Regions from separate parts of the Zea mays genome. Here regions 1, 3, 4 and 5 are each linked to region 2. The links are chromatin contacts, called in public Hi-C maps. All regions are on one chromosome and are shown on one strand. Each heading gives the region's core, a stretch centred on a gene start, on an enhancer-like site or on the middle of the called end of the contact. The rest is flanking DNA. Distances are from core to core; before and after follow the strand shown.

Region 1 (2,750 bases), core at 245-2,744, 230 kb before region 2:
ATGGAGATGCATGCATGCTCACCGGAACGCGCTGCGAGCCATGGGAGTCCATGTCGCGCGTTGGTAAGGCACGAGATCGTCACCGAAGAAGAGGAACCCGCCGCCCCTCAGGCTGAGGCAGTGGCCGACCACGTTCTTGGTGACGCCACGCTGTTTGAGCTGCGAGAGCAAGCTGACTGAGCCGGTCCCGAGCCCCAGCACGCCGTCGGTAGGCGAACTCAGGTCGCCGCTGCGGACCTGCTGGTCGTAACCACACCTGCACAAAAACAAAAAAACAAAAACAAAAACAGTTGAAGAATCTAATAGCTAGCTTTGCAAATGCTGTAGAGAGCTTATTAACCGCACAGCACAGGGTAAGTAGTAGTGTACCGACCCGAAGGCGACGCTGGGGCGAGCGACAGAGCCGTTGGTGAGGCGGAGCGCGAAGCTGTCGTTGATGAGCACGCCGGTGGACGACCCCTGGTCTGCGTACTTGATCACGTAGTCGCATTGCTCGTGCGGCGAGTCGCATCTGTGCTTCCCGGTCAGCCCGTTGTGCAGGGAAGCGCACAGCCGGTGCACGCATGGCACCAGCTTGCTCTTTGTTGGCCGGTACAGCGGGTGCGGCACCTGCGCACCGACAACAAGAAGAAGCGATGGGAGGACAGCTAGAAGCAATGGAACGCATGGGCCGGCATGGCGAAAGAAGGCGGGGCGGGGGTACCTCGTTGCAGCTCCTGCAGGGCGCGTCGCACTGCAGCCAGGTGAGGTCGCTGCCGGAGTCCACGTCCAGGAAGTATGGCTTGGGTGGGTTGCCGATGTTCATAGCCACGTAGTACAACCTGTAAAAGAAACCGTGATTTTTTTTTTGGGTCACCCTCTCTCTCTCTCTCTCTCTCTCTCTCTCTCTCTCTGTCTCTCTCAACAAGTTGATAAAAAAACCATCCTCTATCTCATCTCACTCTCCAAAAGAAGGTGAGATGACCCCATCATCACATCACTGCTAGTAGTAAACAATTCTTCTGATGAATAAAAACGGCAGTGCGCGCGGAAACCCACGGGAGCCCCCCGAGTGGAACCAAGAGTGGCAATCAGTTGATTGGTTCGCGGAGGCTGTTGGAGTCAGCGAAGGGGGGAATGGGATGGGGCGCAAACAGATAACAGATTGGGCGGGCACGGAGAGCGGAGGAGGGGACGCACCCGTGCGGGTAGACGTCGCCGTAGAGCGGGAAGACGGCGGAGGACGGCTCCGTCTCCGCCCCGGCGGCGATGGAGCTGGACGCCCCGCCCCTCGCCGGCTTGTCCCCGCGCGCCGGCGCCGGCGCCAGCGCCAGCGCCAGGACCAGCGCGAGCAGAGCCACGAGCACGAGGCCCGCGGGCGGTGGTGCCATGTGGGGGCTTGGCTAGCGGGGACTCTGGGAGCCGAGGGGTGGAGGCAGACGCGGATGGGCTCCTTCCTGTCTGTTTCTCCCAGTCTCCCTTCCTCCTTTCTCTGAATTTATTTTTCTTGGTGGTGTGGGCCTATGGGTGGGGAGGCGGGTTTTATATAGTGGGCGGGTCGCGGGGGGCGAAGATGGGACTGCGAGTAGTGCTGACGTGTTGTTCGTCCTCCTGGAAGGGAAAACCAAAAAAAAAGGCTCTCTGTTTCTTGGTGGTGTCGCGGCAGCAAGGAACAAAAAGATGCAATGCAAGTGCAAGGAAATGCTATCCCCTTTTCAGAGACCTTTCTGATGCGATGCGGTCTTTTGCATCTTCGTTCAATCTCCTAGGCGAAGGGCTACCTCTGCATGGAAAGAAAGAAAGGAAGGTATTGCCTAGCGGCTCTGCTCTGCTCCAGTGCTCTGGCATCATTGTTTGAGTGTGTCCGTGGTGCACATGAGTTTTTATTTTTTAACTTTACTGAGCAAACCATCGCTTGACCTTTATATAAATATTCTTCCTATATCTCGTGTGGTCGTGCAGTGTAGCGGATTATAACGACGATAAATAGATAATGCAGTGAATGGCTTTATGCTTGGCCTATACTCCCAACTGTAGGACCGATGAGGGCATGTTCGTTTCTATCTCAATTCATATGAATTAAGTGAGTTTCAATTCCTAGTAAGTTAAAATTTCTCCTAATTCATATCAATTTCCTTCAATACATATGGATTGAAAATAACCGAACAAGCCCCGAGAGAGATTTGATGTGGTATTTTTTTAAATGACTGTGAACCGTCCATCTAGATGATAAATCACATATTATCTCCTACCCCAAGGAGAAGTTAAAACTGACTAAAACCTATCCTTTCCTGTTTATACCCCTAGTCCCTCCCCGCTCGCACTCATATCCCATCCTGAGCACTACTACACGTATCACTCCAATAACAGACTCAGGTACGATTATAGTCATCTGATAACTCGTAATTTATTAGTTCAGAACAAGAGACCACAACCGTAGGTTAATGTTGGTTATACTCCAGTCATACGAATGGATCATACGTAAAGCACACTTTCCATCCCACCCCTGTCCTTTTCCTCGTCTCGCCCCGCGCTCGGAAAAAAAATGTGTACATCTCGAATGCAAACGTCTTCTTCTGCAGTTCCTCACATCCACCACTTGCAGGCTCACAAAAACATATCGAAATTTATAACTTTACTTTTTAGTAATTTGTTTTTTTATATAAACCATCAAGTAATGGGCTGTAAAAAAGTTTTTTTTGAGGTGAGTAAAATTTAGTCATTTTTTTAGTCAATTTGACTTAGCTCGTGGGATCCAAACATGTTCAGAA
Region 2 (2,700 bases), core at 156-2,655:
TGTTGATTTAGACCGCCATTTGCTTCTATCATGAGATAGCCATTTGAGGGTGGCAACTCTGCAGATGACCAAAGCGCCATTTAACCTATGAGTATTGGCATAAACCCATGCCTTGGCTATCTATGGTCGCCCAGTTATTGAGAAATGAAACCGTACACTGGTTTCAAAATGGTACCTGATCGAGTCAGCCTACCGTTGACACAAGGCATCCATGGGTCCCCAGAATTTTGGTAATGTGATGTCATTAGCTGCATATGACAAAACGATAATTTGTTAATTTTAAGAGCAAAATCATCTGATAAATGATCAAAGATTAATTCCCACAACGGACAAAACGAGGCAATGCAATAAGGTAACCTACATGTGAACGTAAGGCCTATTTTGTTATTAAAAAAACTGAATAACAGAAGTTTACTGATTGACTTCCAGGTGATGGTATCCGATTTCGAAGCCTGTCTTGTTTGGAACAAAGAGGCTTAAACTGCAAGCATTAGGTTCCTTGTTTAACAAAGTATACAGCTATGAGACAGTTTGCTACTTGCGAGTAAATTGATCTATTGAGCATCGAAGAAATACTAATTGTTAAATAAGATAATAAGATACTGAACAAATGCGCACCAGAATCCAACTGGCGAGAAAAGAAACACAGGGCGGCCCGAGAAACAAGAAGCATTTGTTTTATGTTGAGCTAAAACTCACGACAAGAACACGACCCGACGAAACAAGAACACATTGCCGACGCATCCTATGAATTTGCAGAGCGGAAGCAGGAAAAGCGTGCTGAAATTCGCCCCGTGAAGAGACCGGGAGTTTTTTTTGGGCGAAGAAGCAGACAAAAGGCACGTGAGAACCCGAAATCTTTGCCCGCAGCAAGCAAAGAACCGGGAGCGGCAGGCAACGCTCACCATGGTGCGGCGCCACGAGGCCGAGGCGGAGAGGGAGGAGGCGAGCGTGGCGTCGTCGCGCATGGCCGGCAAGAGACGCTCGAACACGAGGTGGCTGCGGTACACCGACCCGGGCTGAGCATGAGGGGGCGCGTCCGCGGGGCTAGGGAGGGGGCGGCGGCGGCGGACGGAGGAAGCCACCGTCACCATCGGACCCAGGCCTCCCGCCGCAGCCCCGCCCACGGAGCCGCCGGATAGCCTCTCGTCGAGCAGGAACATGAGCAGCCCCCCGGCGTAGGCGAGCGCGAGGAGCAGGGCGGCGACCGCGACGCGCCTCCGCGCCACCCCGCGGCCGCCCGGGCGCCGCCACGTGGCGGGCTTCCGCAACGCGGCCGCACCCGCACCCGCGAGGGACATCCGTCAGCGTCAGCGGCGGGGCTCGAGCGGGACCATGTGATATGGCCTGTGAGCGAGCTTGGGGTTGAAGGGGAAGCTTGATATGGATGGGAACGGCAGGAATTAATGGCGGGCGGAGCCCAGCAGATGGGGAAGCGGCCCGAGGAGAGGATTGGGAAGCGCGGCACGAGGTGGGTTTGGTTTTGTGCGTACGTATAACCGTCGGAATCTGTGTGGCCAAATGACGTGCTATTACGATCACCTAGGATTTGCCTTCCGCTAGCTTTGATTGTTTGTGCTCTTGGTGCGTGTAGCTAGAATCCCGCTAGCTTGGGACACGCACCAGGAGCCATAAGGTCAATGTGGATCCTAAAAAAGATGTGGATCATACACGAGCAAGTATGTCTGGTATGATATATTACGATCTTACGCTTCAACGGACTAGCTATCTGGCTCGTCAATCTATTCAACTCTCTAAATTAGTTTTCTCACTAGCCAAATTTAGCTAGCCACATGACTAACCAAATTAGATAAGTGGGATGCTACCTATAAAGTGTAATCTTTATGAAAAGACAAATAGATAGTTAAATAGATAGAAAAAATGAAGAGTCTCTCGAGATGTATATCACACTAAACTAGCTAATAGTAGTTTAATATTAGATATGATCTATAAGCTAGCGATAATAGCTATTAGCAACTGATAGATCTAAACAAGCCCTAATAGTTCGCCAGCAAACATTGCCATATCTAACCTTAGGTGAACTATGGTCGTCATACAAAATGTTAGAGCTTCTCCAACAACGTGACCTATAAAAATGCCCTATAATTTAAAAATGAGTATATTTTATAGAATTTAGGGCACCAACAAAACATCTCGCTTCAACAGTAAAGCCCCAAATCTAGATTATAGGGCAGCCCACTACGGTATAGTATATTTGAGTCACTTGAGAGGGTGCCCTATAGTTTTTTGACAAAATTTTATGAAATGGGACACTGTTGGAGTAGTTTTTCCTGTGTAGAGCCATATATTTCAATTTAAGACACTAGTTTGAGGCATTGTTGGAGATGCTCTTACGAGCAAAATTAAAGACGTGCTTTTATAGCAAACTTTGGTAACAATACAAGTCTATGATACATGCAACAAAGTGCTAAAAGGTATGGTGTACATTGTAATTGCGGCAATTAATATACCACACAGCTGCATAAAAGTCTATGGCGCGATTTTAGTGGAAGCAGTCAGCAACAATATGTTCATTTATGCTCCTTACGTTTGTTATTGATCAACGCCGTAGCACCAGCAACAACAACGTCCCCATGGTATCCACACGCACATGAATGAAATACTTTGATGTCGAGCGTTAACAAACTAGCCTAATCCCTTCATATATATAGGTCTCTGCTAATGGACTTTCAATCTAAA
Region 3 (2,700 bases), core at 29-2,528, 250 kb after region 2:
AAACTAGAACTACTCCTAAATGTACAAGAAATAAATGCGAGATAAATTTATTATTGATTCGATTGTTGATGCTTAATCGGCTGTAATCCTCTATATTTATAGAGGAGGGGGACTGGACCCGTTACAAACAGATTTCCCGAGCTAATTCCGTGAATCTAGCCAACAACTGTAGCAAGAAACTCGGAACTCTAACTGGTTTGGCGCGCGCGCGGATCATCTGAACCACAGGCGCGAACGGTCCGACCCCAGAGACGGACCGTCTGACGGCTCAAAATGGTGCTCAACACTACCTTCACCATCCGTTCAGATGTTAAAATTTCTTACGAGAAGTTCCATACGCAACGATACTTTTTTTAATATACAGAGCAGAATGGGGATTGATAAACCGTCGTATCACTAGTAACTATACTGCTGGATTAGCACCAGTATATCGGTCGATCATGTATGATAAAGAGAGTGTAATCAATCTATGTCAATGCGGCTATTACTATCCTACACTCATATCCACGATAAAAAAATAATTATATTGAATCACCCATATCTACAGGTGGGTATAAATTTACCCCCTATACACATGTGGTTATGGGTCACTCATACCCGCAAAGATTAAACACTTTTAAAATGATACATTATATAAATGTCAAGTATATCTAAATAAATACCATTACTAGCATCATTTAATCATCCATTCAACAATACCAAAGATAGTTGGATAAAGAAGCAATATTATGATAGTACCATATAGCACATTAAATGTTCCATTACATGGTCATTAAATAGTCGTTAAAACTTCTATGACATGTTGTTAAATAGTAAAAAAGAAAATAGTAAAAAAGATAGATGACTAAAACTCAAGTTCATGCTTTTGAGCTAAGTTTACACTAGGTATTTTATACCCATGAGTTAACTGGTATGAGTGAGGACGGAATATTCTAATACCCATTTATCGGTTCAGTGAAGATTTTATCTAATAATAGACCCATGGATACAACATTAACTCATATATATACCTAAATACACATATGTTATCAGGTCACACATAACCGTTGCCATCTCCACGTGATGCCTATTACCGTGCCAATGGTAGCATCACACGGTCATAGGCATCGTCTAGTCTCTGACATGGCCATGTGACGACCATGTCCATGGTAAGCGGGCGACGAGCATCAGCAGGGCAGCAGCCTCCGAGGATGGATCAGGAGCGAGCCAATAATCTACGCAATTATTCACAGGCCACCGAGTAAACAATAGTAGGACACCCGTGTGACTGATTGGTTCTTGGATTGGGGAGCTCCGCCTCCCTCTCCTCAAGTTTGACCAACCCTCACCCACCTCCCTCCGTCGTCTAGTATGCTTCTTGCCTCCCGCCTGCTTCCTCCGCCGCCCTCCTCCGCCGCGGCCGGTTCCTCCTCATCCTCTCTGGTATGCGCCTCTTGCTATATTTTCTTGGAAACAAGTCGTTAAGGGTTTAATTTCTGTCTGGATATCGCGTCATCGTACTGTTGACGGAGGTCGAGGGGCGGAGATCTCTCGACTCTCTCTCTCTCGAGAGAGAGAGAGAGAGAGAAGGACGGGCGGACGGCTTTCTTGGGTCAAACAGACGTGAGGGACTCGTCCAGACGAGAGCAATTGATTACCTGTATTTCCCTCAAATCCTGTCAAATTTGTGCCTGCTTCTGTCCTTTGTGTCCAAATACTAGTTGCCATGGCTTGACAAGTACGAACCATTTAACATGTTGAAATTTCCTATGCCGTGCTATTTCCTACCCATTATCAATCAACTAATGACTCGTGCCTTTTACATGCACCTAACTATCTGTAAACGATGGATGTTCAGATCTGCAGGTTCTGACGAACCGAACCGTTGGGGTTTCAAATCTTCTTTTGCAGACTCCGATCCCAACTCAAAACACAGAGAACTCTGAAAGCTAATCGGCAATGGATAACCACATCCATAGTCAGCCAGCTGCTAACCTCTACTACCAGTTCGGCATGGGGACTGAGCAGCAATACCCACCACCGTTCGCCTCACCACCATCCACCAACATCCCGCACATGGACTGGAACCCGGCCACGATGCTAGACAACCTCACCTTCATCGAGGAGAAGATACAGCAAGTGAAGGACGTCATCCGCACAATGGTGGACAACGCCGGGCAGGTGCAGGTCCAGTGCCACCACCAAGCAGGCGAGCTGCTGGCTCAGAAGCAGAAGCAGCAGGTGGTCAACGCGGACCTGACATGCCTTATAGTTCAGCTCATCTCCACCGCCGGCAGCCTGCTCCCGTCACTGAAGAACTCGTCGTTCCTCAGCCACCCCCACCCTGCTGGCCACGTGGACATGGCTAACCATGTTGGCCCAAGCTCGAGCCTAGTGCCTAATGCGATGACCGTTTCTGAAGACTATGAGGAGCTGTTCAAGGGATGGACCGATGGCGGCATTGAGGTCGACGACGACGGCGTTCTTGTCGAGGAGCAGGAAATTACCAAGGACGGAGACAGCCTCTCGTACGAGCTGCTGCAGCTGGAGGAGGACGAGATACTGGCGCCGCACACGCACTTTTGCACCATCTGCGGGAAAGGGTTCAAGCGGGACGCGAACCTGCGGATGCACATGCGAGGGCACGGCGACGAGTACAAGAGCCCGGCGGCGCTGGCCAAGCCGCCGAGGGACCCGGGCGCGGAGCAGGAGCCGGCGAAG
Region 4 (2,771 bases), core at 67-2,566, 200 kb after region 2:
AAGAGCATTCTGTGGCACCCAGTGACAAATCCTAGGTGCTGAAGCTGACATGTTATGCTACTACGGAGTCCCGTTGTCTTGTCACGATTGTTGTTGATGATTTCAGGTTTGTACCATTACTGATTTTTGTTGTCAGTGTAAAAATGTGCTGGTGCCCCATAAGGTAGGCACCTAGGTCTGTGTTTGAAGCATCGACAGATTTGTAAACATGTTCCTATGAACCTATTTCTGATTGATAATTTGTCAAAACTCATCATTTGTCTTCATCCTTGCCTGCTTGCGTTCACGTGACAAAGTACGTGTATGTCTTCGGCCTTTGCTGTGTATGTTTCGCATTGCTTAGATGTGGTGAAAGAACATCAGAAGATGCATTGATGGCGTGCTTAAACCAGTGATGTGCTCCAGGTGTTCCTGCAGTCTGCAGAGATATTTACTCTTGTAGTCTTGTTGACAGCACAGTTGTATGTGATTTCTTGGATGTAATGTAAACCAAATGAAAGATAGGAACAGTTCGTCCTCTTCCGTATACGAAGGTCACTGTATCATTTGTCGTGGCACAAGATGATCTGCAGGCAGGACTGCAACATGGTTTCTTGGACTGTCCTGAATGCCCGTTCTTGTTCTTTAGTTGAGCCAGAGCAGCAGCCTGGTGTCGGTGCCTGAGACCTGACGAAGCACACGGCAAACAAACAAGTCGCAGCAGCTAGCAGGGGCGTTGCCATCGCCACAAGCCCCCAAGAGACCCGCCGAGGAAAAGAAAAAAAAACTACGGCCGCCGTTGCCAAGCCGAGCGTGCGAACCGATCCACGGATGGGAGATCAGAGATCACCCACCGCAGGCGGGCGGCAGTGGCTGGCGAGGTGCGTCCACAGAACCTGCTGCAGGTCCCTGTCCGTCCCGGCGACCCCTTTTCTAGGCGAGCAACTCCCCATGGCAGAGCTGCACGCAGCAGGGCCCGTCGTTGGTTGCAGCTTTAACCCTTTTTGTTTTAACCATACAATGCAGAGTCGCAGAGGTGAAACAGGACGGAAATTACAGAAAAGATGGTGGTGTGCCAGCAGCCCCAGCATGAAGAAGATCAGGACAAAAGAAAAGCTTGTGATTGGTGACAGCAACAGGATTGGATTGGAGCCAAGCTAGGCAGTGAGAGGCAGGCAGCAAGACGCGTCAGCCACTGAAATCCAGAGGGCAACCTCGGCCTCACAACTCATATCCCCTTGTGCTGTTGCGCGCCGTGGTTAGCCAGGTGTGCTGCAGGCCTCCTCCTTGTTTATATATGGGAGATGCTCTCACCCTCTAAGGTAAGGAAGGAGAAGAAGACGAGTGTCAAGTGAACCTGAAACTTGCGGTGTCACTGGCTGGTAGCCTGAGTGTGAGTGAGTGATCGAGCTAGCTGAGCTCCGATCCTCGCTAGCTAGGATACCGCCATACCACAAGTCTTCTTCACAAGTTTAGGAGTGACAGCAACAAGAGATCGATGGCCTCTGCCACCGTGCTCAAGTCCTCCTTCCTTCCCAAGAAGTCCGAATGGGGCGCCACCAGGCAGGCCGCCGCGCCCAGGCCGCCCACCGTCTCCATGGTCGTCCGCGCCTCCGCCTACGCCGATGAGCTCGTGAAGACCGCGGTACGTACTATACGCTCCATCGATCGTACTTAGGTTAATCTCTTCATCTTCCTCCTCCGGCTGTCGAACTCAAGTGTGCGTGTGTGCATGCTGTGTATACGTACGTACGTACGTATGTGTGGACAGAAAACGATCGCGTCGCCGGGGCGGGGCATCCTGGCGATGGACGAGTCGAACGCGACGTGCGGGAAGCGGCTGGCGTCCATCGGGCTGGAGAACACGGAGGCCAACCGGCAGGCGTACCGCACGCTGCTGGTCACGGCGCCGGGCCTGGGCCAGTACATCTCCGGCGCCATCCTCTTCGAGGAGACGCTGTACCAGTCCGCCGTCGACGGCCGCAAGATCGTGGACATCCTGGCGGAGCAGGGCATCGTGCCGGGGATCAAGGTGGACAAGGGCCTTGTCCCGCTCGCCGGCTCCAACAACGAGTCGTGGTGCCAGGGCCTGGACGGCCTGGCGTCCCGCGAGGCCGCCTACTACCAGCAGGGCGCGCGGTTCGCCAAGTGGCGCACCGTCGTCAGCATCCCTAACGGCCCCTCCGAGCTCGCCGTCAAGGAGGCCGCGTGGGGGCTCGCACGCTACGCCGCCATCTCACAGGTTGGTTGGTTTATTTGGTTTCTACTCCTGCCATTATTATTGGCTGCAACCTGCATGCCATGACCTTCATGCATGCAGGACAACGGGCTTGTGCCGATCGTGGAGCCGGAGATCCTGCTGGACGGCGAGCACGGCATCGAGCGCACGTTCGAGGTGGCGCAGAAGGTGTGGGCCGAAACCTTCTACGCCATGGCGGAGAACAACGTCATGTTCGAGGGCATCCTGCTGAAGCCGTCCATGGTGACGCCCGGCGCGGAGGCCAAGGACAGGGCCACCCCGGAGCAGGTGGCCGCGTACACCCTCAAGCTCCTCCACCGCCGGATCCCCCCCTCCGTGCCCGGGATCATGTTCCTCTCCGGCGGGCAGTCGGAGGTGGAGGCGACGCAGAACCTCAACGCCATGAACCAGGGGCCCAACCCGTGGCACGTGTCCTTCTCCTACGCGCGGGCGCTGCAGAACACCTGCCTCAAGACCTGGGGCGGCCAGCCGGACAAGGTCAAGGCGGCGCAGGACGCGCTGCTGCTGCGCGCCAAGGCCAACTCCCTGGCGC
Region 5 (2,734 bases), core at 70-2,569, 210 kb before region 2:
TCCCCTTGAACAGGGGCCATCTTAGGGGAAGTCGTTGCACGTGATAGAAGTAGGAATGAATCTGGATACTTATTCGGATGTTAATTTTTTTTGTCTTATTTTTTCATTGTGGATAAATAACACATATAATTTGCTATGTAAATTTAGATTTTTATTTATAATATTGAGTCTATTAATATTCATAAAAAAGTAATCCTCAAATTTGTCATATATATTTTTAAATAATTGATGTAAAATTCGAATACAGATACAAATATGATGTTTTCATTTTTTGTTGTAGGGAGAAAATAATGAGCAAAAAATGTACAAGATTTTACTCCTATACTTCATGTTATTCTTAATAACATGACTAAAAATTAACACCAAATTATATACATATCTATGTTGAAATATTAGATTTGTCATATAATTCGAATCTCTCTAGATAGAGGGAGTTGTAGCCTTCGAATGAGGAGAGGTGGAGGGAAGGCGCTGACGTAGTGACTTGGCAGACAGTCTTAGACTATCATCAACAGTTTATCCATCTCTATCCCCATATTCAAGCTCCACTCTACAAACATTTATAATAAAAAAAGTGCAAGACGATGTTTTGGGTGACTATATAGATAAACTGTTGGACATGCTCTTAGATCTTGGGGGTGTTTGGAGAGCTCCCACAGCTTTGCTCCTAGCGAGAATCACTTCTAGAAAGCCAAACGGCTAGAAACTGAGTTGCTTCATGGTGGAAGTGAAGTGAATCTACTATCCATTTTGTACTAGAAAGTGGGAGCCAAAAAAACTTGTTTCCCGCTGCTCCCAACCTGCTCCCCACAGGCCAACCCCTCAGGAATCACTTCACACACAATTTGTCAAATGATTTTCGTCAAATAGATTCGCTTCTACTTGAGAATCATTTGGAATCACTCTATTGGAGAATTAGCCCTCGGAGCTAGAGAACCATGGAGCGAAGCTCTGCCAAACGAGACCCTTATGGAAGCAAGAAATTGGTTTTTATCTTTTAGATATGAGAGAACAACTTATTCGTTTTAAAGAAATGTGCATCTATTTTTTATAAACTAAGGTATAAATTGTTATATTTGGAACCGTTCAATTTCTATAAACAGTTTTTTTTTTAGAAATTTGGTGTTTTCAAACATACCCTTAGTCTAGGCTCAAAGTCAACGGTCCACTGACTGCATCCTTGAGCAACATCAGAGACCGTTCAAGCCGCGGAGGCAGAACGTCACAGGCCACACGATCTCTCGACAAATCCAGCGCGCACCCGGCGAAGAAAACGCCCTGCTCCGGACCCGGAGGAGCCAGCTGCTGGCTCGTGAGTGTCGGCGTGTCGGGCCACAACCCGAACGCTGAACCAAGGCTCGGGACCGCGACACTCGTGTGTCCTTCTCCTCAGATCTCGCCGGCGGCGGCATGCTCCCCTCGTCCGGCAGCGGCTGGGGCCGCGGCCGCGGCCGCCACCTATTGCTCAGCAGGGCCCTAGCTCTCGCTGCACTGCTCGCGCTCGCCTCCGCCTCCGAGTCCGACCACAAGGTGCGTGCCCACGACCCTTCCCCGCGGCCTCTCCGTGCCGCGGATCCAAGTCTGTGCTCGCATCCATCCCAGTTAGATCGCTCGAGTCGCTCTGGATCTGGACCGCTCCATCCGTCGGATCTCACGACGCTGGGTTGGTGGCGCCTGCTCCTCGCTCGTGGTTGTTCTAATGTGATGTTCAATTGGGACTGATGCGATGAGAGACTTCCCAGTGTTCGGCAGTCGAGGACGCGTTCAGAGCAGGGGTACGGCTTAGAGCAGTATGGCTCGATGTGTGAGTGCTGGTAAATAGGTATGCTGGCACTTTTGGAGGAAAGCTCAATAGCTCATGCGTTATGAAATTTGAGTACAGATGGCCGCGGTGTTTCCTCATGCTCTGGGTTGTGATGCATAGGATGATAGGAATATAGAGCTTAGTGTTGCTAAAGGGAAAAAGTCTTGTACATTGGGGGTTAAGGACATTTGTATTGGTGTGCGCGCGCCCACGCACTGCCCTCCTTTCTTGCTTCGATGCTCACTTAGCTTTTATCTTTGTTCATCAAGAATGCCACATATACTATGTGCACTCGCCTTTGTTAGATGCTTATCTTTGTTGCTGATTGAGTGCTGTTTTCTTTATGCTTCCTACATGCCGTGCAAATATTTTCTGAACTCAAAAAGTTCTCATTCCTTTTAATCCTTCTTACATGCAGTACAAAACTGAAGAGCCAGTTAAGCTTTGGGTGAATAAAGTTGGCCCTTACAATAATCCTCAAGAAACCTACAACTATTACAGCCTTCCATTTTGTCAACCGTCTGAGAACCCCACACATAAATGGGGTGGTCTTGGAGAGGTCCTTGGTGGAAATGAGCTGATTGATAGTCAGCTTGAAATAAAGTTCTTAAGTATGCCCATACTGTTCCCATTTCATCCTTTTTCTTTATTTACTGTTTATTGGAAAGCTGATCTAGTATGTGCTTTTCCTGCAAGTATAACTTTTTTTTTGTCTCACTGACTGTATAAATGTTACTTTGGTCTAGAAAACGTGGAGAAGGGCTTCATTTGTACACTTGAGCTTGATGCTAAAAAGGTCCAGCAGTTTGCTGATGCCATTGAAAGCTCATATTGGTTCGAATTTTTTATAGGTATGTGGATCCACCATTGATTCATCATGCTCTAAAGCATTATGATAATTTGGGTGTATTTCTTATTTCTAACGCTGTC

Evidence for each region. A called contact is a pair of places that touch in the nucleus more often than the background predicts.
Region 1: a Hi-C map of leaf shows a contact between it and region 2, with 6 times the contacts expected there. The contact joins the promoter of LOC100193320 here to the promoter of LOC100193539 in region 2. A contact is called at or near these places in 3 of 25 Hi-C or Micro-C datasets (bundle sheath and leaf).
Region 3: a contact with region 2 is called in a Hi-C map of ear, with 1.9 times the contacts expected there. The contact joins the promoter of LOC100282635 here to the promoter of LOC100193539 in region 2. A contact is called at or near these places in 3 of 25 Hi-C or Micro-C datasets (bundle sheath, ear and tassel).
Region 4: a Hi-C map of leaf mesophyll shows a contact between it and region 2, with 5 times the contacts expected there. The contact joins the promoter of LOC100273196 here to the promoter of LOC100193539 in region 2. A contact is called at or near these places in 5 of 25 Hi-C or Micro-C datasets (bundle sheath, ear, endosperm and 2 more).
Region 5: a Hi-C map of tassel shows a contact between it and region 2, with 3 times the contacts expected there. The contact joins the promoter of LOC100501115 here to the promoter of LOC100193539 in region 2. A contact is called at or near these places in 5 of 25 Hi-C or Micro-C datasets (bundle sheath, ear, endosperm and 2 more).

Annotation. Positions count from the first base shown.
Region 1 is chr10:10,479,349-10,482,098 of Zm-B73-REFERENCE-NAM-5.0, reverse strand. It overlaps LOC100193320, which reads right to left and starts at 1,494. Exons shown (of 8, transcript NM_001158644.2): 1 at 1,180-1,494; 2 at 704-821; 3 at 374-609; 4 at 23-256. The coding sequence starts at 1,370.
Region 2 is chr10:10,248,132-10,250,831 of Zm-B73-REFERENCE-NAM-5.0, reverse strand. It overlaps LOC100193539 (O-fucosyltransferase family protein), which reads right to left and starts at 1,405. Exons shown (of 10, transcript NM_001358825.1): 1 at 906-1,405; 2 at 176-248; 3 at 1-58. The coding sequence starts at 1,301.
Region 3 is chr10:9,996,989-9,999,688 of Zm-B73-REFERENCE-NAM-5.0, reverse strand. It overlaps LOC100282635, which reads left to right and starts at 1,278. Exons shown (of 2, transcript NM_001155543.1): 1 at 1,278-1,422; 2 at 1,891-2,700. The coding sequence starts at 1,939.
Region 4 is chr10:10,047,338-10,050,108 of Zm-B73-REFERENCE-NAM-5.0, reverse strand. It overlaps LOC100273196, which reads left to right and starts at 1,316. Exons shown (of 3, transcript NM_001147640.1): 1 at 1,316-1,624; 2 at 1,751-2,221; 3 at 2,300-2,771. The coding sequence starts at 1,478. It overlaps LOC103640839 (calcium-dependent protein kinase 28), which reads left to right. Exons shown (of 7, transcript XM_008664303.4): 7 at 1-266.
Region 5 is chr10:10,453,707-10,456,440 of Zm-B73-REFERENCE-NAM-5.0, reverse strand. It overlaps LOC100501115, which reads left to right and starts at 1,319. Exons shown (of 12, transcript NM_001362174.1): 1 at 1,319-1,530; 2 at 2,223-2,415; 3 at 2,551-2,655. The coding sequence starts at 1,411.